Linked DNA regions of Mus musculus: regions 1, 2, 3, 4, 5 and 6 are each linked to region 7. Evidence: chromatin contacts called from public ChIA-PET, Hi-C, HiChIP or PLAC-seq and promoter capture Hi-C data. All regions are on one chromosome and are shown on one strand. The core of a region is the stretch at or near the end of the contact, and the rest is flanking DNA. Distances in the headings are between cores, read along the strand shown.

What was found. Promoter capture Hi-C pulls out the DNA fragments that hold promoters and counts their contacts. Hi-C and Micro-C count contacts between places; a contact is called where the count stands out from the background. ChIA-PET counts read pairs in DNA pulled down with a chosen protein or histone mark. HiChIP or PLAC-seq counts read pairs in DNA pulled down with a chosen protein or histone mark.
Region 1: a contact with region 7 is called in an RNA polymerase II ChIA-PET map of effector CD8 T cells, with 27 read pairs. The contact joins the enhancer-like site here to the promoter of Mcm6 in region 7. A contact is called at or near these places in 4 of 39 promoter capture datasets (the C10 cell line, neural stem cells, neutrophils and 1 more), 1 of 15 datasets of contacts at CTCF or cohesin (CD8 T cells), 1 of 484 Hi-C or Micro-C datasets (bone marrow-derived macrophages), 10 of 115 datasets of contacts at active chromatin or transcription factors (the 230-238 cell line, CD8 T cells, bone marrow-derived macrophages and 6 more) and 1 of 9 other capture datasets (adipose tissue).
Region 2: a Hi-C map of the Ba/F3 cell line shows a contact between it and region 7, with 4 times the contacts expected there. The contact joins the enhancer-like site here to the promoter of Mcm6 in region 7. A contact is called at or near these places in 2 of 39 promoter capture datasets (the C10 cell line and trophoblast stem cells), 1 of 15 datasets of contacts at CTCF or cohesin (large pre-B cells), 8 of 484 Hi-C or Micro-C datasets (the BV-2 cell line, the Ba/F3 cell line, the G1E-ER4 cell line and 3 more), 7 of 115 datasets of contacts at active chromatin or transcription factors (the SCID.adh cell line, acute myeloid leukemia, astrocytes and 3 more) and 1 of 9 other capture datasets (macrophages).
Region 3: a contact with region 7 is called in a promoter capture Hi-C map of liver, with 6 times the contacts expected there. The contact joins the enhancer-like site here to the promoter of Mcm6 in region 7. A contact is called at or near these places in 7 of 39 promoter capture datasets (the C10 cell line, the HPC-7 cell line, cranial neural crest and 3 more), 1 of 484 Hi-C or Micro-C datasets (bone marrow-derived macrophages), 12 of 115 datasets of contacts at active chromatin or transcription factors (the 230-238 cell line, the SCID.adh cell line, astrocytes and 8 more) and 4 of 9 other capture datasets (adipose tissue, embryonic stem cells, liver and 1 more).
Region 4: a contact with region 7 is called in an H3K27ac HiChIP or PLAC-seq map of microglia, with 8 times the contacts expected there. The contact joins the enhancer-like site here to the promoter of Mcm6 in region 7. A contact is called at or near these places in 5 of 39 promoter capture datasets (the C10 cell line, HPC-7-derived erythroid cells, liver and 2 more), 1 of 15 datasets of contacts at CTCF or cohesin (large pre-B cells), 3 of 484 Hi-C or Micro-C datasets (the HPC-7 cell line, bone marrow-derived macrophages and myeloid progenitors), 9 of 115 datasets of contacts at active chromatin or transcription factors (the SCID.adh cell line, acute myeloid leukemia, bone marrow-derived macrophages and 5 more) and 2 of 9 other capture datasets (adipose tissue and macrophages).
Region 5: a contact with region 7 is called in a promoter capture Hi-C map of cranial neural crest. The contact joins the enhancer-like site here to the promoter of Mcm6 in region 7. A contact is called at or near these places in 11 of 39 promoter capture datasets (the C10 cell line, the HPC-7 cell line, cranial neural crest and 8 more), 1 of 15 datasets of contacts at CTCF or cohesin (the NIH/3T3 cell line), 3 of 484 Hi-C or Micro-C datasets (adipose-derived mesenchymal stem cells, bone marrow-derived macrophages and hematopoietic progenitor cells), 15 of 115 datasets of contacts at active chromatin or transcription factors (the 230-238 cell line, CD8 T cells, the HPC-7 cell line and 11 more) and 3 of 9 other capture datasets (adipose tissue, liver and macrophages).
Region 6: a Hi-C map of B cells shows a contact between it and region 7, with 24 read pairs. The contact joins the enhancer-like site here to the promoter of Mcm6 in region 7. A contact is called at or near these places in 12 of 39 promoter capture datasets (the C10 cell line, the HPC-7 cell line, frontonasal cranial neural crest and 7 more), 1 of 15 datasets of contacts at CTCF or cohesin (CD8 T cells), 2 of 484 Hi-C or Micro-C datasets (B cells and bone marrow-derived macrophages), 9 of 115 datasets of contacts at active chromatin or transcription factors (CD8 T cells, the SCID.adh cell line, Th17 cells and 6 more) and 2 of 9 other capture datasets (macrophages and pancreatic islet).

What each region holds. Positions count from the first base shown.
Region 1 is chr1:128,785,477-128,789,365 of GRCm38.p6, forward strand. No RefSeq gene overlaps it. Among named protein-coding and RNA genes, the nearest start is that of Gm23056, 99 kb to the right of the region's middle. Within about 2 kb of position 2,010, at least 101 of the 459 cell types and tissues checked have an H3K27ac peak or open chromatin away from gene starts, as enhancers often do. A contact at or near this core is called in CD8 T cells, effector CD8 T cells, regulatory T cell precursor and 1 more, where this site is marked.
Region 2 is chr1:128,745,474-128,748,927 of GRCm38.p6, forward strand. No RefSeq gene overlaps it. Among named protein-coding and RNA genes, the nearest start is that of Gm23056, 140 kb to the right of the region's middle. Within about 2 kb of position 1,913, at least 37 of the 459 cell types and tissues checked have an H3K27ac peak or open chromatin away from gene starts, as enhancers often do. A contact at or near this core is called in the BV-2 cell line, the Ba/F3 cell line, the G1E-ER4 cell line and 4 more, where this site is marked.
Region 3 is chr1:128,852,769-128,856,463 of GRCm38.p6, forward strand. No RefSeq gene overlaps it. Among named protein-coding and RNA genes, the nearest start is that of Gm23056, 31 kb to the right of the region's middle. Within about 2 kb of position 2,198, at least 9 of the 459 cell types and tissues checked have an H3K27ac peak or open chromatin away from gene starts, as enhancers often do.
Region 4 is chr1:128,720,770-128,724,158 of GRCm38.p6, forward strand. No RefSeq gene overlaps it. Among named protein-coding and RNA genes, the nearest start is that of Cxcr4, 130 kb to the left of the region's middle. Within about 2 kb of position 1,497, at least 47 of the 459 cell types and tissues checked have an H3K27ac peak or open chromatin away from gene starts, as enhancers often do. A contact at or near this core is called in the SCID.adh cell line, acute myeloid leukemia, adipose tissue and 2 more, where this site is marked.
Region 5 is chr1:128,802,195-128,805,929 of GRCm38.p6, forward strand. No RefSeq gene overlaps it. Among named protein-coding and RNA genes, the nearest start is that of Gm23056, 82 kb to the right of the region's middle. Within about 2 kb of position 1,432, at least 37 of the 459 cell types and tissues checked have an H3K27ac peak or open chromatin away from gene starts, as enhancers often do.
Region 6 is chr1:128,765,747-128,769,387 of GRCm38.p6, forward strand. No RefSeq gene overlaps it. Among named protein-coding and RNA genes, the nearest start is that of Gm23056, 120 kb to the right of the region's middle. Within about 2 kb of position 1,410, at least 69 of the 459 cell types and tissues checked have an H3K27ac peak or open chromatin away from gene starts, as enhancers often do. A contact at or near this core is called in B cells, CD8 T cells, the SCID.adh cell line and 4 more, where this site is marked.
Region 7 is chr1:128,358,192-128,361,933 of GRCm38.p6, forward strand. Mcm6 (minichromosome maintenance complex component 6) reads right to left here and starts at 1,514. Exons shown (of 17, transcript NM_008567.2): 1 at 1,268-1,514. The coding sequence starts at 1,374.

The sequences.
Region 1 (3,889 bases), core at 760-3,259, 430 kb after region 7:
ACATTACTATGTTGTGTTTTATCCAGTATAGTAGAGATGGAATCCAGGGTTTTGTTCATGCCAGACAAGTACCTTGTTAACTGAACTATACCCCCTAGCTCCTTGATGGTCCCTGCTCAAGAGAAAATTTACACTTGACTCTTAAAGCCATTGTAGCCAGCCCTTTAACCTTTTTACTAAATTTTCTACTGTCAACAAATAGCACAATGGTAGGAGGCTTGAAATATGTTTCCTTTTCCTGATCTTTAGTAGAGCATTGCTGGGTTCAGTGAAAGACTTGAAGGAGGGGCAGGAAAAGACAAGTTCTATGTGCCAGTGGTGTCAAAGGCTATTTATAAGTTCATTGAATGTAGCTCTTCCAGCTGTGTGTGTGGGGGGGGGGGGTAAAAGGCTTTCACCCTGTACAACCCTTGAGGAAAGCCAGGTCTTAGTTTTGTCTATACATGGACACAATAGTAAACACTTCTAAACCAAAAAGCACCTCTCAGGTTCCTTTGGCACACATTCTATGAGTTGGTGAAGGGAAGGAATCAGTAGAGTGTATGGACAAATGGCTACATGAAATGATGTCATATGATGATGTAAGACTGTGCCTGCCTCAAGGTTTTGACTATCAAAGACACTTTGCCAAAGTTACCAAGATAAGCAATGCTCTTTTGCCTTTCCCAAGATTTTCTTCTCTCTGCCATTCCCCACCAGCACCACAATACTGTTTGCTCTCTTCTCTCTAAACCATCTTCTGTGTGGTGATATCTCACATTCTCAGATTTGTTTTCTCCTACTATTAACAATATGCATCCTGTCCCCAACATCCACCCCTCTGTTTTAAGTGCAGGGATCTTTGTGCATTCAAGGCAAATAGCTACTTAATTTCTTCTTCTACATTTTCTGGAATTTATGCCTGATTCCTTTTCAGTCCTCCATTTTCCATCTCTTAATCTACCTTTCTATCCTTTTTTATCTGCCACATAAAGCACTAATCCATATATATAATATATACCCATTATATATTTACCTACCCAATATACATATCCATTCATCCATCTTACCTATATCATTCATCCATCCACCCTACAACCAACTTTTATCCATCCATCCATCCATCCATCCATCCATCCATCCATCCATCCATCCATCCATCCTTCATCCACCCACATAACCACCTATTCAACCATCTGCCAACCATCAGCCAACCATCTATCCATCTAATCCATCTAACCAATCATCTTACCCACCTATACAAACACCTACCTATTTGCAGGAATGATTTGTCTTTAACAACCTTAATATTAAACTTTCCTCGGTTGAAAGAGTTTCTGGTATGATCCCAGGCTAACACGGTAGGTGTTTAGAGAGAACATATGGTAGATTTAATTATCTTCTGTTCTCTAATCTCAGAGCTAGCTAGGATAGATCTACAATGTCAGGATAAAAAGCAGACTTGAAGATGGCTCCCTCCGCTCAGCGTGCAGTCACTTCTCCTGACAACAACCAGAGTGTGATGTAACCTGCGTCTGTGGCAACAGAGGCCCAACCAGTGCGGTTGGAAAGCCCAGGTCTGAGCAGGTGTGAGCTCTGCAAGGCTTCTGCCCTGGGTCCAGCCGCTGACCTCCTCTTGGGGAGTTTTGGTGGCAGCTTCATCTGTGGTCAGGCCCCTGGGATTGTGGGTCTGGTCTTTCCTGTCATTACTTTCACTCTGAAGAAACAGTCTCTCAGAGAACTCAGTCGGCCTGGGAAAAACTAGCTCCTGTCTCAGAGACTGATTTAATCGCTTTGGGTAGAGGCTGGTCTTGAGGCAAAACAGTCCTTCTCACGTCAAACATGTCGGACATGTCAACCCACAGTTTCTCCACGTACATCTTGGGCTTTCTCAGTTTGGGTGTCTCGGCATCACCGGCACAGTCAGCCCACGAGGTGTCTGGTTGGCTTAGGTCTAGATGTGTCAGTCACTCTGGGCTTGGTGCCACCCCGGCTCAGGGTATAATCAAAATCTGCAGCTTAGTGGGACATCCTCCTGTTCCGGGTGACTCACTGTGACAGCTGGTAGAACTTTTGTTTATAACAGCACTGCCTACTCACACTGTCACCTCAACTCCTACAAGCCACTTCACAGGTGGCCTAACTTTTGGAGCAAATAACACTTTTTTCCCCCAACTGTTGCTCTTTTGTCTTTTTTTTCTAAAGTTACCTAAACAAAATTAAGCCACGAGAGTCCATTAATAAAAGGTTTCTATAACAAAATTATTGGCACACTGCAAGGGGCTACAGAGGAGAGTAGGAAGATCAATATTAGCTAGGATAAAATAGCAGGGCAGGCATTACTCAGGGGAAATTTGCTCTTAAGTCTGAAGGGAATATAGATTTGCACCTGGGCAGTCAATGTTAGAATATGATGAACTGTGTATTAGAATCAGTGGGCTGGTAATTATTTCAGGCGACTTCAGAGACTCTAAATGTGCTTGAAATAAAAAAAAAAAAAAACTAATGAACAAAAGCCTTGGCCAGATCCTTTCAGAAACCAGGAGCCAGATCGAAACCAGAAATTTAATTTTTGGTTTTGCACAAATAGAAACCAGAAACTAAGGGACACGGATCTATCAGATGACAAAAAGACAAAGAGTGTTTGGTTCATCCCTGGATGCCTTCAAGGCTACTGAAGTGGCCGATGGCTGCCTCAGGGCGGGAGGGAGTGGAGGATAAGAACGAAGAGCAGCCTTCTAGATGGGTGGCTAATGTGAAGCTATTGCTCTTCTTTTAGGCTCCGTCTTTTCTGGTCTCTTGGAAGCTTCAGAAGAATATGAGAATGGTTATGGAGCACAACAGAGTCTGGCCTAAGCGCTTCAATGTAGTAGGTGACAGTTGGCTCTCTGTCTTTGTCACAGGAGCAATTAACCTGCAGGCTGATGCAGCAGTGTAACAATCTGGCCATTGCTGGAGCAGTACACCGGCCTTGATACCGTTTGCCGGTTGTTGAGGTAGTGATCTTTTGATGCCTCTAGATGGCTCTCTGTGAGGAAACTTGTTCAGCCGCAGCTGTAGCTCTATAGTTGTAGCTCTCAGGATCCCAGGGATATGGAAGGGAACAAGAGGGGAGAGAAAAGGAATTCCCAGGTAAAAAATAATGTATAAGACACATGGGCATACAGGTTACCTGCTTGTACATAAACACACATGTACCGACACACACAAACACGCACATACCTATAGGCACATAAACACAACACATGTACCTACATGCACACAAATGCACACAAAGTATGGGCTGCAGGAGGCATTGGGTGAAGAGGCTAGCTATACAAATGATTGTATTTTTCTCTTGTTTGCTTGGTTTTTATCCACAGACATTACTTTCTCATATTTCATCATATCTCCAAAATTGTATGAGAGAGAGAGAGAGAGAGAGAAAGAGAGAGAACACCTTGGCTGTCATTCCTCAAGCATTGACCAACTTGGATTTTGAGACAAGGTGTCTGACATTTAAAAAAAAAACAAGGTATACTTTGAATTGATTTATTTTAATCTTGTGCGTGTGGGTTGGATTGGATTTCCTCAGACTGGAGTTACAGATGGTTGTGAGCTGCCGCATGGATGCTGGGAATCAAACCCTGGTCCTCTGCAAGAGTAGCGAGTGTTCTTAACCGACTGAGCCAACTCTCCAGCCAGTTTGCTCACTTTTTAACCTGAAACTCTCTGATTTGGCTGGTATGTCTGTCTGTCCAGCAAACCTCAGGAGTCTACCTTTCTCTTCCTCCTCAGTCCTAGGACTATAAGGGTGCACCACTAAGTGTGACTTTTAATGTACGTGCTGGACATCAGACTCAAGTCTGCAAGCTTGGACAGCCAGTACCTTGAAGATTGAACCATCTCCCTATCTCCCGGGAGAGCTTTG
Region 2 (3,454 bases), core at 663-3,162, 390 kb after region 7:
AGAAAATGCTCTACAGACTTGCCTAAGGCCCAGTTTATGGAGGTATTTTGTCAAGTGAGGTTCCTTTCTCTCAGATGATTAGAGTTTGTATCAAGTCGAGGTAAAGCTAGCTCACTAGGCTTCCAGCAACTTTTACTCTTTGCTTCTTGGACAAGCAAATCTGCTCCCATCTCTTGCTCTTGCATGGCCACTGTTTGCGCATTCTTCCCTGGCCTGTTTCCGTTTGTCACTCTCTGGTTACTTTCTTATATCTTAATTCCATAGATATGCTTTCTAGCTTCCTTTCTTGCTTTGAACTTGGCTGTGGAAGGGCTTCTTGTCCATAAAGGATTTTATATTTTTCTCTGTCTTTCTGTCTCTGCCTCTGCCTCTGCCTCTCCGCCCCCCCCCTCTCTCTCACACACACATACACACTGTCCCTTATCAGCATAATAATATCAATAGTCATATTTTGCCTCATGACTGCACGCACTGTCTGTCATCCTCAGAAGACCTTAAGCTGGCTGGTGTGACCTGTTCTCACTGTGTGAATATGCACACGGAGGTATTGTATGCATGGCAGCATCAGGTGCTAGTCCTCAGGTGCCTCTACCTGGCTTGTTTTGAGACAGGGTCTCTCATTGGCCTGGACTGGTTGATCTGGCTCAGCTGACTGGCCAGGGATCCACCTGAGCCCTCCTCCCCAGTGCTGAGGTTACCACTCACCACCACATAGGGAGTTTTTAAAATGTGGTTTCTGAGGATCAAACTCAGGTCTAATGTGTTCAAGGCAATTGCTGTACTGAGCTTTCTCTGAAGGTCTCACACTTGATGCTTTGGTTTCTCTTAGTGTCACTCTAGGGCCCAGAGAAAATATTATTGACTCAATTTTAAAACATACAAAACCATTCTTTCCCTCTAGCGCCAGATGAAGGGCATTGTGGTGATGTTTTTGCTTTAATTTCCCTCCCTCCCTCCGTCCCTCCGTCCCTCCGTCCCTCCCTCCGTTCCTCTCTCATTCTCTCTCTCTCTCATTCTCTCTCTCTCTCTCTCTCTCTCTCTCTCTCTCTCTCTCTCTCTCTCTCTCTCTCTCTCTCTCTCTCTCTCTCTCTCTCTCTCTCTCTCTCTCTCTCTCTCTCTTTCTCACAGCATGTGTGACTGCAGGGCCAACAAAGGCCAGAAGGGGGCGTTTAGATTCCTTGGAGCAGGAGTTACAGGTGGTTGTAAGCTGCTAGTGTGGACGCTGGGAACTAAATCTAGATCTTTTGCAAGAATACTTAACTGATTCTTGCCAGGACTTCCTCATACCCCAATCCACAGGCACACTTTCCAGCCTCCTCTCTTGCTTTTCTTTGCTGTAGGGGGCTTGGAGGGCACTCTTAACTGCTGAGTCATCTCACCACTGTGTGTCTTACTTGCTTTCAATCTGTTCCCCTTTTTATAAAAAACAAACCCTACCATTCCCTCAGTCTCCATTTCTGCAGTTTGGAAAGGTCTTGCCAGAGCTACAGAGCCAGGCTTGGAGACGTGGCCCTGGCTGATCAGTTAATTTCATCTTCTTGGCAGGATGCAGTTCAGGGATGGTGAAGTCCCAGGTTCATATAAGCCCCTTCCCCATGTTCCTGAGAGGAACAAGTTGTAAGTCTGAGCAGCTCATAGCATTTTCTCCCTAGAAGGAAACAACTGGGAAGCTGATCTGTAGGCTTAGATTTTCTTTTAATAAGTGTTCTCAAACGCTTAGACATCCCCCTCCCTGTTCTAGCCCACTATCTCAAAGGTAGGAGAGAAAAGATGGTAAACAGCACAAGGGGATGTGGACCTGTTTAGAAGTAGTTCCTTGGGGGTGATTTTAATCTCTGTTTGTCAGGATACAGCAGTCTAGTTCAGTAGTGACAGGGTAGCAAACACGAACCAGCAGTGGTGGCGTGATCTTGCAGAAACTGCCAGGCCTCTGCCAAATCAGCATGAACAGCGACCAGGACCAGCCAGGATGCCCGGAGTTCTCTGCCATGCATCTTTCAACTGCATGGAGATCAGCAAAGACGAAGAGTGGAAGAGAAGAAGGAAGTGTTGCAAACCGAGCTATGCAAGCGTGCCATCACTGTCCATGGAGTCCTATTTATACTCTGCCCAAACATCGCGTGTCCTCCCATGGGTCTTGCCTCAGCAAAACACCATGTGCGTCTGCATCACGTGACAAATGGAGACACTTCCAAGTCACAGACTCTAGCCAAATCCTTGTGAATAATCCTCCAGGTGAGACTGTGAGTGAGTCCTGAGGCTCTCCCTGATGGCACAGTGCTCAGCCAGCACATGGGAGGCGGATATCCACAAAGATTCAACCTTCTGGTGCCTATGACTTTGCCCATATCTGCACTGTTGGGCCAAGTGTTGTGATCGCAGCGCAGCTCCAGAAAGACCACCCCAGGCCAAACAGATCCACGTGAGGTTTATTGAGAGAGAGAAAGAGAGAGAAGGGCAAGGTGAAAGAGAAGGTGGGGGAGGGGGAGGGAGAGGTCGATCAGAGGGGCCTTCCTTTTATATATGGATAGTGACCTAGCCACAGGTAAAGGTGGGAGGTGAGCCGAGTGGATTATGGGAATATCGTGTCTGTTACCTTGGCAACAAGTATGCAGGTTGTGCTGTTGCCTATGTGATGTTACAGGTTTCAGAGGTCCTGATACCAACACCAAGTGTGTCCCTTCAGAGGGTTTCTGGTTCCAGACCTCCACCCAGCCTTCTCCAGGTGGCTCTGCAGACCTGCCTTCGGGAGAATGGAACTTCAAAGCCACTTCCCCACTAAAACTCAGCAGCCATGACTTTCCATAGGGCAGGAGCTTCATGTTCAGGACACGTGGTTTCCTCTCTGGGCTGATTAGCCAGCAGTGAGCCAGTGCTGGCTCCTGTGTTGCCCTCTGCATAGGCCGTCACAGGAGGTAAGGACCTTTTCATCTCCTTGGGACTTGTCTTTTTCTTTTGACTTCACCACAGGGTTTCATGTAGCCTAGGCTGGCCTTGAATCCACTCTGTAGCCAAGGATGCTCTTGAACTGATCCTCCCTTCTCCACCTTCTGGGTGCTGGGATTACAGGCACGCCCCCACCACACCTAACTATACATTGCTGGGAGTGGAACCCAGAGTTTTGTGCTCACCAGCGTTGATGCATCTCATTACACGGACTTCTAGCCTATTGCTTTCAACAGTGTGTGTCGGGTTGCATCCCTTCCTTCTGTATTTTGATGGTCCAGTCCTCAGGCTGAGTGCCCTAGGTGGCCACTAATGCAAATCAGGTTTGAATGAACCTCCTCTCATGACTTGTAAATCTGTGTGGGAGTTCCTTGGGGCTATTTACACACCCAGAGCTGGAGTAAGTTCCATACATAGTTTCGGGAGGAAAGGGCGAATTACCCACTGTAGGATTGTGCTAGTGTTCCTTTCTCTCCGGTCATGCTGAAAGAACACGTGGGACAATAGT
Region 3 (3,695 bases), core at 948-3,447, 500 kb after region 7:
ATGTACCGCAGTCTCAAGTTCCACGCGATTGGATTGGGGTCGGCGCTGTGTTCCACTCACCAGAGGTCTTAGGGTCCCGTGGGGAGTCCCGTGTGGGCCCTTGCGGGTGTTGGGCAAGACTCTGCTATCAAGGTAGCCCGGGGCTCGAGTCTCGAGTCGAGCGGAAGGGACTTGTGCCCCAGATCAGGCCCGGGTAGCCTGCTTCCCTATGTACCGCAGTCTCAAGTTCCGCGCGATTGGATTGGGGCAGGCACTGTGATCCACTCACCAGAGGTCTTAGGGTCCCGTGGGGAGTCCCGTGTGGGCCCTTGCGGGTGTTGGGCAAGACTCTGCTGGCAAGGTAGCCCGGGGCTCGAGTCTCGAGTCGAGCGGAAGGGACTTGTGCCCCAGATCAGGCCCGGGTAGCCTGCTTCCCTATGTACCGCAGTCTCAAGTTCCGCGCGATTGGATTGGGGCAGGCACTGTGGTCCACTCACCAGAGGTCTTAGGGTCCCGTGGGGAGTCCCGTGTGGGCCCTTGCGGGTGTTGGGCAAGACTCTGCTGGCAAGGTAGCCCGGGGCTCGAGTCTCGAGTCGAGCGGAAGGGCTGGTGACTGATTTCAATCACTGCTGGACAATAACTGCATCGATTGTGCCAACAAGATGAAACCTCCATTAAAATTCCTAAGGGTTGAGGCTGGAGGAGCTTCCGGTTGGTGAATGTGGAGCTGTGGGAGGGGGACATGTTCAGACAAGGCTCAGCACTCTGGGCCCACTTTCTCTGCTGACTTCACCCCCTGTGTTGTTTCCATCTGGCCGTTCCTGAATTGTATTATTCACTGCATGCTGGTAAATAAAGTGATTTCTCAAGTTCTGCAAAGTACTCTAGGGAATTTCTGAACCCGAGAAGCTCTTAATGGAACCCTGAAATTTACAGGTGGGTTTTCTGGAGCTCAGGTTGGACTTGTGACTGGCATCTGAAGTGAGGTCCTATTTTAGGACTAAGCCTTCTACCTGTGGGAGTCTGGGCTAATGGGATGTAGTGTTAGAATTAAATCAAGCTGCCAAATACTTAACTGACATCAGAGACGCAGTGATTTAGTGTTGGAAAAGATCTGGTCGCTAGGATGCGAGAAAGCCCCCTTAGGTGCCTTTCTAGACAGTAGGTATCAGAAACCCATCAAAGGAGGTAGGTAACTAAAAGGCATAAGCCATTAGCTCCTCCAACCTGGTTGAATTCCAGATCTGCCTCTCCTGACACATGGATTCATCTTGTGGATATTACCTTCTTAGAGGGTACCACCTTCCTTCCAGCCCCAGACACCATAGCTCATCTGGGAAGTGCTTCACTGTCTGCTATAGAGAGTGAAAGTGAAAATTTGGGGTCAGCAAAGAAGGCTTAGTTGGTCAAAGTTTCCCTGAAGACAGCTTGGCTCTATGTGTGTTCACACCATTTGGCTTTGTAATTTCAAAATCTGGGAATTTATCTGAGGTGAGTATTTTAATGTTTGGTTCAGACATTTCTGTAAAATGTTATTGGCTGCAAAAGTAATAAAAAAATCATAGTGTCCTCAGGATTGAGCATTTATATAATCATCAAAAATTACTTAATTTTTAAATTAAATTTAATAATCTAATTAAAATTAAGCCAGTGACTATATTATTCATTTAAGATATCATGTCCTTAATAATATATATCACCCAAATTATGTCAACCAGGCTATAAAAAAAGGACTAAACCATATACAGCAACACCATAGCTGTTATCCTCAGTGGTAAGATAATTGGTTTGAACTCTTTTTTTTTGCATTTTTACCTTATATTTTCTATAAAGAGGCTGTCTCCGTTTCTAACCTCCAGGGTGAGAAGTGGAAAAGCAAGTTGCAGTTACTCTTTTAGAATTAGGAAGGAGGTAAACAAGCCGTTTTCAGTGCTGTAGTCCACACCAGTGGTTAGGCTGTCATGGGCAGAGCCGTGACGAGGCGCAGGGATGAGAGTTCGTGGGCTGCATTCATTTCGCACATTCTTGAAAATCTTACTCATAACATTTACCTCACCCAGTTATACTCAAGGTGAACTCTCCAAAGAGGAATCAGTGGGAGGTCAAATCAAAGGCCCGGGTGAGACAAGGCTTGCCTGCTCCTCCATAGACCAACTGAGGGGAGGCCAGAGGAAGTCTTCCACTAGATTTAGTCACAGGACAGATTCAGCAGGAAGGAAAGGCTCTCACACGTGCAGGGTTAGCTGTTCCCAGTTGGTCTATTGATCTTAACCGCTGCCCAGGACAAAGGAATCACAAGGATATTCCTGGGGTCATTGCACTCAGCCATGGGATCTTTGAAAGGCCAGACTCTTCAGTCTTACAGAAGTCGGCGACTCCGGGTCCCTGCATCTCTTAGCAAAGCTCAAGAGAATCTCCTGTTTGAGAACCTACCCACAGCCTGTCCTCTTCTGTCTTTATTTGGGACTGAAAATTTCAGAGCCTTCCAGTAGACCTCAGGGACTCTGGTCAGGCTTAACAATGCTCCGGGACTTCTATCTTTTGATTTTTAAAGAAAAGGAGACCCAGAGTTTAAACTGTGACTTGCTCAGGGTCCCGCAGCTGACAGCGGATGAGCCGGTGATAGCAGAACCTCAGACAGAGGTGTGACTGATAACACAGTTCTTTTTCAGAAAACTCTTCTTACAACTCACATGGAGATCTGCTGTGGATCAAGAGTGCTTTGCTCAGCGTCCTGTTGAGAACTCTGAGTGCTTTGCATAAAGTGGCTCATTAGCTTGTTCTCTCCACAGTAACCTTCTGGGGCACACAGGCTCATTGGTGTCTTAGTCTTTCTTCTGTTGCTGTGATAATACACTCTAGCCAAAAGCAGCTTTGTGAGGAAAAGGCCGATTTGGCTTATACTTACAGTCTACAATTCATCATCGAGGAAAATCAGGTCGGGAGCTTAACACAGAAACACGAGGCAGGAACATCACTGGCTTACTGTCTGGATTGACTACTCAGTGGGCTTTCTCATACAGCTCAGGACCACCAGCTGGCCATAGTGAGCAGGGCTATTTTCTATCAATTAACAATGAAGACAGGCCAATTTCATCCAACCAGTTCTTCATTGATGATTCTCGGCTGTGCCAAGCTGACAGTTAATGCTAGCTAGGACAGTCAAATATGCTAAGGGTAGGGAGTGAGACTCAGTTATTTAAGTTGTTGGTAGCCATTTACCACTTATGTGGCTTCAAGACCTGTTTCTTTACAACAGTTTAGGGAATCCATTTGTTCCATCAAGCAATCTTTCATTTCATTTTCTGTCCACAATCTGTGAGCATTTTCCAAATGCTCAAGGGAAAAATAGATTAGGTTGTGGGCTCCTCATAGCTGTCTCATGTTTGAATTCCTAAGACAACCACAGTCTTCAGACAGTTTTGCTTTCTGAGGCTATAAAATGTCTTAGATAATGTGCAAACTCAGCTGTCAGGCTTTGTGCTCTAGAGAAATTAATAGATGTGTTGTCATGAAAGATGCCCAGGTCTGGGTCTTTTGTGATGTCTTAGTGAGGGTTACCGTTGCTGTGATGAAGCACCATGAGCAAAAGCAACTTGGGAAGGGAAGGGTTTATTTGGCTTATGCTTTGACATCACTGTTTACCACTGAAGGAAGTCAGGACAGGAACCTGGAGGCAGGAGCTGAGGCAGAGGCCATAGAGTGTTACAGTTTAC
Region 4 (3,389 bases), core at 247-2,746, 360 kb after region 7:
AATGACACATAGACTCACAGAAACACATACACACACACAAGTTTTAAAAAAGACGTGAAACTTTACTTGCATGTGGACATTTTACTTCTTTGAAAGGGCATATGGAAGGAGGATTGGAGAAAGAGGGTAAGGGGTAGAAAGGAGAGAGACAGAGGGGGAGGAGGAGGGAAGGGAGAGAAAAGGGAGAATTTGAAGCTGTTTTAGCAAAATCTTGGTGATGGACTTACAGAAATATAGTATATTATTTTCTGTTGTTATGATTGAAGTATGTCATAATTACAAATTTTGAATGTATGAAAATGAATGGGGGTTGGGAATATATCTATATTGGTGGGTAAGGAGCTTAGTGTACAACCATGAGGATGCAAGTACACTTCAGGCATCCACAGAAAGGCAGGCATGGCAGCATGCATCTTTAATCCCAACACCAAGGAGTGGATGCAGAAGGCTTCTGCGAGCTCACTGATCAGCCAGCCTAGCCAACTGGTGAGTTTCAGGTTCAGTGACAGGCCTTGTATCAAAAATAAGGTAGAGAGTAACTGAGGAAGACATTCTGCTATTGACCACTGGTGTCTACATGCACACATGTACACATAGGCACATGCGAATCCTTCCTTACACATGTACACACATGAATATGTATACATATATGTGCAGAAATGTAGCATATTATTTTTCTCTATTGGTGTGACTGAACTACTTGATCCTTTAACATTTTAAATGTAAGAGAATGATTTAACAGATTCACTTTAAATCTTTTACTTTTTGACAAATATATTAATATCAATATATTAATGTGTCATATTAATATGTAAAATATACAATTATAGCAATATATCAAAACATATATATATATATATATATATATATATATATATATTCCAATTTCCTCCCCACTCCCCCTAGACACTTCCCACTATACCCCCTTTTTATCTTCCTGATCTCTTTAGACTCACTTTGGTCTTAGAAGACTGACGCTATCTAGAGATGCATAGTCAAGCATTTTCAAGCACGCCCATAGGAACATCTGGTCAACCTTTGGTTCCAGTATTTCTTCTGTGACTTTGTGTCCACACCTGCCTTAGTTGAGATGTGTGTGTACTGAATTCTCCACTAGTGGGACTCAGGAGAAGAGAATGCTCACTTTGAGAGAAACCAAGTCTCCAGGTGGCTTTAAGTCTTGAGTGCCATTTCTGCAACCCCAGCCTTGAGCTTCCCACCACAGTGCATGTTGGAACTGTGAGAATCAGGGCCCCTGGCCAGCCTTGTTGGAGGACCCAGGGAAAATAGAGGAAGCTGAGCTTGGAACCTGCTCTCTGGTGTTCCTCTTTGGAAAGGCTGGCATGTAAGGGGACTTGCCAGGATAAGCCTGCAGAGAGGAGGAAGCCAGACTCTCAGGGTAAAATTCTGTTGAAGTACGGTAAACAGCCCAGGACTGTTGCTTTCCCAGACCTTACTTCCCTAAACGAGGGCATGTGCTACAAAGGCCTGGTGATAGAACCCTGGGATCTGTAAGGCCAGGCTAACAGAAAGGCAAAATCTGAGCCAGTGACTCATGGGGACCTTCCAAAGTTCTCTTTCTCCTAGGACTTTTGAAAAGCCTCCTAGAAGCAGATATCACATGTCAGACTCCACTCTTGTCTCTGTGCCAAAACAACTTCCTCAGATTCTTTGTGTCCATTAACATGTAGCCAAGCTCAGGGCCTCGCTAGCAACCAGAAAAAAACAAAAACAAAAACAAACAAAAAATGGATATAAATGAGAACTAGTATCTTTTAATCTTGGGACTAATATCTCTATTTTGTAGTAAGCAGGATCACACCACTTTCAAGATTTTCTTCTATTTCTCTCTCTCTCTCTCTCTCTCTCTCTCTCTCTCTCTCTCTCTCTCTCTCCCCCCACCCCCCGTGTGTGTGTGGTGTTTGTTTGTGTGTGTGTGTCTGATGGTGCATGCACATATGGTGAAGAAGCTAAAGGTGATATCAACTGTCTTCGTCAATCATCTCCAGCTTAGATCTTGACATAGGGTCTATCACTAAACTTTCAGATTCCTTCCTCTCTTGGCTAGGCTGGCTGGTGGGACCCAGAGGTTCTCTCCCTTTCCAGTGCTGGAACTATAAATGTGGGCTGTAGTGCTTGGCTATTTTTAACTGGATTCTGAGGGATTGAACTCTGGGCCTAATGCTTTAGCAGCAAGCACTTTACCCACTGAGCCATCTTCACAACTCCCTAAGTTCCCTTCTTTTAGGAGAAAAAAAAATGGTAAAAGATTTGAAGAAGCAACAAAAACATCACAGTAGATGCCAGGATAAGGGTTACAATTCGTACAGCTCTATCTGAACATCTTTTAATCTAGGGTTTTTTGTTTTTGTTTTTTTTTTGTTTTTTTTTTAATGCAAAGACACCAGAATTGGGCCTGAGTGAATGGGGTTGCAGCTGCCACTCACTCAGTATGATCTCAGGCTAGAACATGAGGGCGGAGGTGGGACAGCAACTGCCAGAGTGTATGCTTGACTAGTTCAAAGCTCTTGCCTTACCTGGTCCTTGCCTACAGATTCACACTACAGATCAGTGATTACAGGGGTTTGCTGCGTGTAGGGTCCCCAGGAGCTTTAAAGGATAGGGGAAGAATCTCTGGTATGCCGCCAACCAACTATTGCAGAATCTCAGAGACAAGACTCCTGCGTCTGCACTTTCTTTTGGTATTTTGAGTTTGTCTGTGCATGTGTGTATGCATCTGTGTGCATCTGGAGGCCACTGGGTGTCCTGCTTTATCTGAGATAGAACCTCACATTCAACTATAACTGTACCTAACCTGTCAACCAGCAAGCCCTGGGTCTCCCCACTCCCCACGCTGGTGTTACATGCGAGATTTTAACATAGGTGCTGGAGATTCATACTTGAGTCTTCATGTCCGTGAAGTAAGAGCTATAACCCCAGCTCTTTATCTTCATTTTGTTTAATTCCCTGGGGGTTCTCACCATGGCCTTTGTTCCTAGGGTCCTAGTGAAAAAGATCAAATCCCAGAAGATTTCATGATGTTAACTTCAACCCAAGACCACTGGGGGGTGGTTTCCCAAGGACCAGCTGCTGAGCCAAATGTTTCCAGTGGATTATCTAATTAAAATTTCAAAGCAACACACTGAGATAACTTATTTCTTTCACAGAAGAGGAAACTGACCTTCAAATAAGTTAAGGAACTTGCTCAAGGTGATGAAGCAGAATGTGATTTGACTTCAGAGGGTGAACTTGGCCCTGATACGATCAAGGTGGAAAATTACAACCTCCCTCCTACACGTGAATGTGCACGTGCACACATTCTCTCTCTCTCTCTCTCTCTCTCTCTCTCTCTCTCTCTCTCTCTCTCTCTCTCTCTCTCCCCTCCCTCC
Region 5 (3,735 bases), core at 182-2,681, 440 kb after region 7:
ACAGAGAGACCAGAGAGAGAGAACAGCAAGAAGGTGCTGTCAGCTAAGAGGCTGCTTCTGAAGCAAGCAAGCCTGCTGCTGCCTCTGTCCTCACTTCCAACTTCCAGAGCTATAGGAAGTTTCTGCTTAAACCATTCGATCTCTGTCAGTGGGGTGTCTGTCTGTCTGTCTTTATCTCTCTCAATCTCCCTGTCTGCCTTATTTAGGGCTTCTACTGCTGTGATAAATGCCATGACCAAAGCAACTTAGGGATAGAGTTTATTTAACCTTACACTTCCAAGTGTTGGTCCATCACTGAGAGAAGGCAAGGTGGGAACTGAAGGCAGGAACCTGGAGGCAGGACCTGAAGTAGAAGCCTCTCTCTCCTCCCATAATGCCTCCCCCCATCACTCTGCCCCTTCCACCACCTTCTTTCTAGTTCTCTCTGTTCCCATCTCCATCCATCTGTCTTTATGTATCTCTCTACTTCCCTCTTTCCAGCTCTTCCTGTCTCCCTCTTTCTTCCCTTCTCTTCCTGTCTCTGTCTCCCTCCCTAACTTTTCCTCTTTTTACCTCTTTATCCCAATATCTTGGTCCATGTCTCTTTCTATATCTTGTTCTCTCTTTCCATCTCTCCATCTTTATCTCATCTCTTTTTCCTCTATCTCTCTGTCTCTGTCTCTCTTTCTCTCTCTGTCTGTATATCTATCTATCTATCTATCTATCTATCTATCTATCTATCTATCTATCTATCTATCTATGTCTGCCTCTTTCCCTTTGTCCCCATCCCCAAACAACTGAAATCTCTCTACTACCCACTCCTGGTAGAATTCTCCCCCCACCCCCTTTTCCTAGTGCTTTTCCTAGTCCCCTTTGGACCACAAGCTCCTTGAGAGCCACACTGCCTGGCTCATTTCTACATTGACAGCATCTAGCATGGCAGTGAGTATATCTCAGGCTTAGGGAAGTCAGATATGAATGAATGCCTTATCAGTGGGATGCTTTCTGGGAGTCCTGACTCAGAGCAGGGATGTCAGACAGGCAGGACTCAGAGGAGGGGCTATCCAGTCCCTCTCCCACTTGATTGGTCCTGGACCAATCCTGCAATTTTTCCAGTCTCCCAGCCTCTCAGTCTCCCAGTCTCCCAGTCTCTCAGCCTCCCAGTCTCTCAGCCTCCCAGTCTCTCAGCCTCTCTCTCATCCCAAGGGTTTGACTCCCACCCTCCCAGCCTCTCAGCCTCCCAGCCCAGGGCTTTAGCTTTTATCCTCCACCCCCTTCATCACCACTTAATGACATGCAGAAGATGTGAATTCCCCTAAGCCCAGTTGTGTGGTCCTCTCCTCAAAGGCTGGCTCCCCACCCCTCGCTCCAGCAAGTCCCTTTGGAGGGTCTGACAGACAGTCTTCCTTTCTCACCCCTCCAGCTGGACCCACTCAGGGAGCAGAAGGATTTTTCTGGGAACTGAACAGGGAGGAGGAGCCAGGCAAAGCCACAGAGGCACAAGCTCGGGCTGTCTGTGTTCTGCGCCTGATGTCCAAGCAGGGCTCCAAGCCACCCGGGTGAGGAACATTGGAATGGCAAAGGGGAAGAGACTGTGAACAGGGCCATGTTTACCCAGCCCAGCCCGCTGGGAGACCGGCCTGGTGGTGGCCAGCCTCTTAGCACAAGGAAGCCCTCTGGAGAAAACAGCTTTCAATGAGAAAGAAGCCAGGCAGACATGCCTGGCCATGGATGAAAGCCGCAGGCCTCAGAGGGTGGGCGGCACTGAGGACAGGCTGGATCTCACGCCTGGGTCTGTGCCATTCTTAGGAAGGACCCCAGGGAATAGAACTGGCTTGGCACATGCAGAAGGTAGACTCTCCTCTGGATCTGGCTCTCAGGGCACTGTAGGGGTTCCTACCACCCAGGAAAAGGTGTCAGACATCTGAAGCAGCCCCCTGTAGTGGCTGAGAGATCTGGAGTCTCCAGGGAAGTGGGGAGTGACTTGGGGGGTTGCCTGGGGCGCAGGGACAGTGTCTAGGACCTATGGCACAGGTCACAGCTACACTACAGTTTCTTTTAATCAGAAAGAGGAGCTAGGGAGCTGGACCAGTAAGTACTACAGTGTTTGCTATGAACACCCAAGGACTGGAATTCCATCTCTAGAATACCATGGGGACAAAAGCTGGTGGTGGCAAATGCTTGTAACCTTAGTGCTTGAGCAGTGGAAAGGCAGAGACTGGGGCATCTTTAGGGTGTGCTAGCCAGCCATTCTAGCAGAATGGCCAATCTCCAGGCTCAGTGAAAGACCCTGTCTCAAAAATAAAATAAAATAAAATAAAATAAAATAAAATAAAATAAAATAAAATATTAAAAAAAAAAACCCTGAGGAGCACAGCTGATCAGATATTGACCTTTGACTTTCAAGACTGTGCTTACCTGCACACATGCATGAGTGCGCGCGTGCATGAACACACACACACACACACACACACACACACACACAGAGAGAGAGAGAGAGAGAGAGAGAGAGAGAGAGAGAGAGAGAGCAATTTGAACTTACGAGACATAGCAAAATGTTTCATTGGTACAATTCTATTTCCACATTATCCCAAGCAGGCAAATGTGGAGAAAGTAGGTTAGTGGTAGCCAGGTGCGGAGGAGAAAGGAGGAGGAACTGGGTTGGGGGAGGGGGTGATCTACAGTGAATTCGATTTACCTGGGAGAGTCATGAAACTATTCTGGAAAGAGCAGTGAGGGTCGTCCAACTTCATGAATAGCCTCAAAAGCCCTTAAACTGTGCACTTTAAAAGGTTCAGTTTATGGCTTTCTTAATTAAGCTTTCCTTGTTGGTTGTTATTATTTTTAGGACAAAGGAGACAGAACATAAAGAGGGAAAAGGATACATTAGAGACAACAACATAACGTACAATGATTAACCCAGTGAATTCGAAATGCATTTAAACAAGCAAAAACAGGGATGAAGGCGGGCAAAATTGAAAGTGGGAAACAGGTTTCATCTGGCATACAAAAAAATGGGGGCTTCCTGGAATGTTGAACTAAGGAAAATCAATGCTGTGTGTAGACTCAGAAGGAAAAAAATTTGGTGATCTGTTTGGCCACTGGACATGGGGAGAGGAGATGCAGATGGCATGAGGGTTATCCCCATGGGCCTTTTCACCAATCAAAACCCCAGATCTGAGATGATTGGCTAGAAAGGCAAATACAGACCCTGGGGAGCTGGGCTAGAGGAACAAAATTGGAGCAGGCAAATCTCTGTCTCTGTCTCTGTCTCTGTCTCTGTCTCTGTCTCTGTCTGTCTGTCTGTCTCTCACTCGTGTGTGTGTGTGTGTGTGTGTGTGTGTGTGTGTGTGTGTGTGTGAAGGTTAGAGGCCACCCTTAGGTATTGTTCTCAGGTGCCTTGGTTTTATTTGTTTCTTTTTATTTTTGAGACAGAGTCTCTCATTCTCCTTAAGTTTACTGAGTGGAGTAGGTAGGCTGGCCAGCGAGCCCAAGGGATCTGCCTGTGCCAGCCTCCCCGGTGCTCAGATTACAGGTATGCACACCATCACTGCCAGCTTTTAGGTAGCTTCTCAGGGTAGAACACAGCTCCTTGCGCTGGGAAGCAGGCACCTTACTGACTGATCCACCTCCTCGCAGCCCTGAATAATCTCTTTTGACAGCTGTCTAAGACACCACTCTCTATATGCCTGTGAGGCCCATGCATGTGCCTTCCTTTCTCACTGCCTTCTTCTTCAGAGTACTTACCACCACTGG
Region 6 (3,641 bases), core at 160-2,659, 410 kb after region 7:
TGTGAGTCTCCCAGTAAGGTATGACAAACCTCAGGCCCATGTTTTCAGATAACTGTTAGTGGCCACAGAAGTTCCCCCAAGATGGTTGGTTAACCTTTGTCAAATCTGTTCTGACTCTGTGTGGGCAGCTGGGTTTCACCAGGAGGGCACTGAAAGTACTTGCCCAGACAGTCCAAGCCTAGAGCCAGGAGATCCCCACGTCTTCTTCCCTCCCTCCTGCATGGCTTCATAGCCTTCCTCTCTGACATATAAAATATGATATCTTTGACATATGTTCCTGAAAACTGTATACAACACTTGCTTCCAAACTTCTGTAAGGGGGGATCAAAAGAGGGTCCAGAAGCTTCTAAAATACAGATCAGAAGTTCAGTGGCAATATCAGTCGGATGAACTGGTTTTTCTGAACGATTTCTGCAATTAATACCATGGAATAAAGGAAGATTATAGCTTTAAAAACTGGATGTGAGAAGATAAATGTCTCTTTATTTTTCATTGATCAATGAGTCCCTGTATTCCAAAGAAGGTACTGACCCTTGCTGGTGTCATGAACTTCAGTATAAAAGAAGGGGAGGAGTGGGTTCAGTCAATAAAGGGCTACCCAGGCAAACACGAGGAGCTGGGCTCTCTATGCCAACACTCGTGTTTAAACAAAAAAGCTAGAGGTAATGATACGTGCCTGTAATCTCAGCACTGTGGAGCTGGAGCAAGGAGGAGCCTGTGGCCAGTCAGTCTATCCAAATCAAACCAGCAGCTCCGAGTTCAACAAAGTGCCCTGGTTTTTTTTGTTGTTGTTGTTGTTTTGTTTTGTTTTGTGTTTTGTTTTTTGTTTTTTTTAAGGTGGAGAGTTATTGAGGTAGACACCTGATTTCAACTTTTGGCCTCTGCATGCTTGTGTGTACACATATACACACCCCAAAGCAAACAAGGAAGGGAGGGAGAAAGAGAAAAGGAAGGGGGGGGGGGAAGAGTTGCTTTCCTTTGTGTGTAGAGTGGACTGCGAGCAGCTAGGCTCAGAGCCATGACTTGGAGAGCCTAGGCAGATGGCTTCATAAACACAGTCCCTGGGCGGCAGAGGTTTGGATGGTCTATCAAGATGAAGAGCACAGGCTTGAAGCTGGGATATCTGTTTAACGATGAGGCTAGACTGTAGGGAAGTCACACGTTTGACTCTGTGTTTAAGAAAGGTCACACGTGGAGAATCTTGTATCAGGTGGCTAGCCCCCGCAGAAGACCTCACAACATAGGTTTCAAGTACCCGTGAACCTCAGATAGATACATCCTGTTTTCTTTTTTTTCTAGCCTTTCAAAAGTGGTATTCAATACTCGAGAAAACCTCAAAGCTTTAAGTTGGCACTAGCCAGCCCAATTTAAGGTCAGGTTTTGCATAGAAGACTCAGACAGGAAGCAGGCTGGTGTAAAAGCAGCCAGAAGGGTAACGAAACAATACCACTCCATCCACCGACTATGCATGGAGATGTGCTATGTCATCTGATGGTAGCTTTGTTTTCCCTTAGCAGTTTCATTTGTGAAAGTGACTACTACCCTTTAGCACGGCCCCTAAGATGGCTGTGTGTAGAGCAATTTTAAACCAGCAACATGGTCGCTCTGGTAAGGAATCACATCCAAAAACATCCAAGGTCTATATGATCTGGCTGGAATGCAGGCATTCCCTGGATTATAATATGATCTGGAATATAGATACACCCTTAGTACTCACCTTTAATCCCTAACAATGAAGTAAGGTTAGTTTGTAGAAGGAAGCAGCCATGGTCAAAAGTGATGTTTAATTAGGGGATGGTCAAAGTGACAAATCAGAGAAAGGTTTGGCAGAATGAGTCAGAGATAGGATGTGCCCAATTCTCGCAAGAGCAGGCAGAAATGAGAGGCGGCTTAAGAACAGTGCAGAGAGAGCAGCAGTCACTTCAGTCTATTGAGAGCCAGTGGAGTGAAGTCAAGTTCATGGCAGTTCATTTGTTGGCCTTTCAGTCCATGGAGTTCAGAAGCAGTTTTTAACCAGGACAGTTTTACAGAGACAGGTTTCAGAGAGAACAGCGAGACACAGGTGAAGACAGAATGAGCTAGAAGACGAGAGCAGATTACCAAAGTTAGTTTGAGGCCAAGCAGAGCAGAGCAACTCAGTCAGAAGCTGAGATTGAAGCCAGATTGAATCAGTCAGTTTGGAGAGGAATTTGGTCTAGAACAGCTAGTTGAACCAGCCAGCTAGAGTTCAGAAAGAACTAGAAAGTGAGGGTTTACCGGGCATTAAGCCACAGAGATGACAATTACATCAGGCGAATGAAAGTTACATTTACAGCTGTACAATCCTTCCGAATGAAAGGAAAGTTTCACTCTGTAACCTGGAGTCCATTCTCAGTCATGACTGAGCCGTGGATGGCTTGAGCAGGTATTGCAACATCTAGTCAAAGCAGAGTACAGTCTTTTATCTCCTTGGTGCGTGTTTGTGTGGGCATGCCTGTACATGCACATTTACGCATGAATGTGGAAGTCAGAAGACAACCTCAATTGCTCCTCATGGATGAAGCACCTTGTTTGTTTGAGACACTGTCTCTCCCTGAACCTGGAGCTCCTTGAGTATGGAGGCTGCCTGGCTAGCCCCAGGGATCCTGCTGTCTCTACTTCCCAGTGCTGGGGATAGCAGGTACACTCCATACCATGCATGGCGTTTTCCGTGGGTCCCAGAGGAAACATCGCCATCTTTCCAAGGAGGGAAGGAGTCAGATCGGCAGGGTGTCATCTTCGCCGTGTGCCCGTTATGGTTTTATGACCCCAGAGTATCATTCATCTGTGACAAGTCTGTAGGCTGGCCTGTTAGATTTTAAACTGTTGAATTTTCATAATCTGTTTATGAGTGAGTCTGTTCCCCACTGGTTATGACTCAGGAATCACAAGGAGTGATCTGGAAAAGTGGATGATTTATGAGAATAAACAGCCAACTCAGTTGTCCCTCTCAGACCAGACAGTTTAAAGCAGAACTAGAGACCAGGCGCTTTGATCTTTTAAACAAGCTTTTTAAAGAGCATGCGTTAATGATCTATAATAATGGTTTCATTATGCCATTTCTGTAAAGCGTATACTTTGGTTGTGTTTGCCCTGTTGCTCTCTCCTATCTCCCCCTACCCACTGCTGCTTTCTTTATTTACTAACTTGTCCCCTCTTTATTTTCACCTCTGTTTTCTGTGAGTCAATGAGTTGGATTAAGATTGCTTATAAGATCCTGGGTGAGGGCTTTCTCACAGGAGCACCGGTGAGAGGTTACGTACAGGGGTCCAGGTGAAGAGATCCTTATGAGAACACAGGTGAGAGGTCGCCTGGAGGAGTATCAGTGAGTGGTCACTTACACTATCATGGGCAACTTGCCATGGCTACACCATGGAAGAAAAAACGGGTGAGACTTGGATTTCTAAGCAATGTTAACCAGTGTTAAAATGTCTTGGGCCAGTTGGTAGGACTTATTAACAATAGCATAGTGGGTGTTCTCAGAAGGATCACATGAAGGCTTGTATGCTGATTTCTCATAAGACAATTACAAAGGTAAATTCTAGCAACACACTCAACAGGTACATTTTGACTATTTTAGTGAAGAGTTAAAGACATTTTAAAGTATTTCTTTATTAACCGAA
Region 7 (3,742 bases), core at 264-2,763:
TTTAATCAAAAGGAGACTTGGGTTTTGAAGGACAAGCAGCTGTACCGACTGCCAAAAACATTACAAAGGTTGGAACATAGAATTTAAATTCCAGAGGGTTATTTTTGTTTGTTTTGTTTTTCAGCACCAGACTTTCTATGTAGCCCTGAGCTCTGTCCTGGAACTCACTTTGTAGACCAGGCTGGCCTTGAACTCATAGGATCCGTCTACCGCTGGCTTGTGCCCAACACTGGCCTGCTTACAGTTTTAAGTATAGCAGAACTTCAAAAGATAGCTGTAGAGCCAAAAGGACGACTAGATCAGCAATATGTGGTAACCAGTATACGCGTGCCATGTCATTTTATTCTGCCTTAAAAGGCAAACCCTTGATTACAATAAGCTGCATGTCTAGCAAAATTAGCCACACACACTTATCGGAGGCACCTATAGTGATCCAGTTCAATGTTAGAAGTGTGGCAGGTGTCAGGAGGCTAGGAGAGTTAGAGAGGCTCTAACTATTTAGTAGGTAGAGTTGGAAGAGTTTCAAACAGGGATCATTGTACAAGTTGAATGCACCTCAAGATGCTTGTTGTACACTCCCAAAAGGTCAAAACTCTTAAGTTTTTGTTATATACTGACATAATCTTTAAAAAGAAAAAGAAAAGAATTGTTTACTATTGGAGGCGGAAGAGTAAGGAGCACACTGGTATGTGGTTGCTGCTAGGTGCTAGAAGCGGAGGGAGGGATGGGAAGGAGGCAGCTAGATGTCTAGAACAATTCTTTCATTATATAGGGCAGAACTCATTTCACTGAACAGTCATCAAGCCATAGATTCCTGTTAGAACGAGCTGGCCCAGGTTTGCTTGCATTGCAAGCTCCTGGTTCTGGGCTGTGTGCCCAACCCTACTCAAGAGGTAACGCCCCCCCCCCCCCCCCCCACCTCCCAAAAAACCAAACTCTGGCCTCACTGGGTTGCGACGTGAGTCCTGCTGGGATTCATTCCCAGCATCGCCCCAACTAGTCATGGCGGTGCACATCTGTCATTCCAGCACAAGCTAAGCGGAGGCTGGAGGATTACAAGTTCAAAATCATCTTTGGCTACACAGCGAGTTCGAAACCCTGTTTTAGAAACGTAATGAAAAAGCAGCACAGTATGACACAAGGGAGCGCTGCGGTGAAGAAAGGAGTCGAGGAGGCTTCGGATTCCCGCCGGGCCGGGGCCCATCCCTTCCGGAGCACACATGGCCCCGGTCTCCGCCCGGCCCGCGAGCCCCCGGAGGCCACTCACTCTTCCAGGAAGTCTAGGAACAGCTTCTGGCATTTCTCGGCCACCTCGTCGCGCACCTCCGGGTGCTGGCTTCCGGCGCCGGGCTCCGCGGCCGCTGCGAGGTCCATGGCGGCGCCGAGAGTACGCGCTGCTGAGGGAAGACCACCGCGGAGGAGAGTCCGCAGCTGCAGATAGCCCGGCCGCAGGTTCCACGCGTAGCTCCTTCCGCGCTGCCACTTCGCGCGCGCCTCCGGCTAGCCCCGCCCTCTCACCTCAGCCAATAACAGGGTAGGAGCTGAGCTACTTCGCGCCAAACCCGTCCAATCAATGGCGGTTCCGTACAGAGCCCCGCCCACCGCACGCACTTTTCGCGCCAAAAGCATACGCCATGAAGCTTTTGCCCATGCGCAATGTAGTCGCACCCACCCTCTGGTTGTTTTGGCTTGAGGAGCTAACCCCTCCCTCTCTCCCTTTACCCCCAGAGTTTATGTATAGACTTTTTTGGGTTTTTTTGTTTTGTTTTTGGTCACTCAGGGTTAAACCTACTGTGAATTGTGCATCTGGAGGAAGTAAGGTATGAGCAAACCAAACTACAGGAGAGAGCCCCTTAAAAGTCAGGTGGAGGACAGGAGCAAAGGCTTAGAGAGTAACTCATTCCGCAGCGGACCCAAGCTTGTTTCTTAGCAGCTACATGAGACAGTCACCACCTTTAACTCCAGCTTAGCGACTTTGATACCCTCTTCTGACTTCTAAGAACACATGTGCATACACATACACTTAAAAAGACAGAGATAGATATATTCTGACAATCTGCATACCATTTGACTTTCTTTTCTTTTTTAAACTGAGAGGGTCTCACATAGCCCAGGCTGGCCTTGAATTCTGGGTTCACGTGGTGCTGGGACTGAACCTAAAGCCTTCTGAGTGTAGAACAAGGACTACCTTGCTAGTAAATGATCCACATTGCCAGTCCCTCCTCGACTTTGATAGCTTAGTGCTGATAACTTGTTTCACCACCAGCACTTTTATCCTGGGCTTCCAGGACACAGTAAACCTGGACCAGAATAAATAAGTCACTTTTTCGAGGCTTACTGGATGTTAAAAATTTAATGCCAGGCAGAGTATATAAAATTAATACTTTTATAATCTATTAGGAAATATACTATAGAGATCTGCAATTGAAGGTGTTGAAGACTTGAAGCCTCAAATCCCTCCCTCCTTTGCCAACTCCAAATGTAGCCTTCACTGAGTGAGAATCCTGGGGCTTTCTAGAGAAACAAAACTGATAAAGACACACACACAGGATTTACTAAGTTTAGCATACAGGCTGTTGTCTGGCTAGCTCAACAGTGGCTGTCTTCCAATAAAAACGCCAAGCAGATGGTGGTTCAGCCCACAAGGCTGGATGTCTTAGCAGGTTTTCATTAAATGTTGGGAGTCCTGAAGAAACAGGTTCTAATACATTAATTGCTGCCTCAGCAGCAGGATGATAGATGGACTTGCCAGTGAGAGTGAGGACAGGCAGGCAAACGCACAAAAGGCTTCCTTCTGTGTCATTTTAGGTATGCTGTCACCAGGTGTGGCCCAGATATTGGATGGGCCTTTTTATTTTTAGAGAGAGTATTTCTTTTCTTTTTCTTTTTTTCTTTTTTTTTTTGTTTTTTTGTTTTTTTCGAGACAGGGTTTCTCTGTGTAGCCCTGGCTGTCCTCGAACTCAGAAATCTGCCTGCCTCTGCCTCCCGAGTGCTGGGATTAAAGGCGTGCGCCAGTATTTCTATGTGTAGTAATCCTGGCTTCCTGGAACCTGATTTGTAGACCAGGCTGGCCTTGAAGTCAAGAGATCCAGCTGCCCTTGCCTTCCAAAAACCACTCCGGGGCTTTTAGGGTGTGGGTCTTCTGATTACAAAAGATGCAGATTTAAGGTAAATCTTCTCACGTCACAGAATCCAACCAAGAAAACCCTTCACAAGTGTGCCCAGATGCCCAGGTTTAGTTGATAGTGTGAGTGTGTGGTGTGTGTTTTGTTACATTTTTTTTCCTTAAAAGCTCCAGACCAGCTAGCTAGTGCTACAAAGTGAGACCCTGCCTTAAATAGATAAATAAATAAATAAATAAATAAATAAATAAATAAATAAATAAATGAAAACTGTTTTTCTGAGTCAGATAACCCAACTCCAGAGAGACTGGATGGTTTGTGGATACTAGTTCTGAATCCTTAGATGTGTGTATATTGTTAGAAATAACAGCAGAAATCAGCAAAGTTGTAGAACACGCTCTAGAAAGGAGAATAACAGATCACAAATGCTACGCAAGGGAAGACAACTGGAGACAGCCCCTGTGGTGTTGAGCTTTTACTCTGGGAGAGGGAAGGCAAGACAGAGAAAGCGGGAGAGAGGGAGGATTAGAGCATTAAGGGTGACTGAAAAGTTATAGCATATACACATATGAAGATACATTTCCTGAAGTTATTCCAATTGCAGCGATAACACTCCCTTT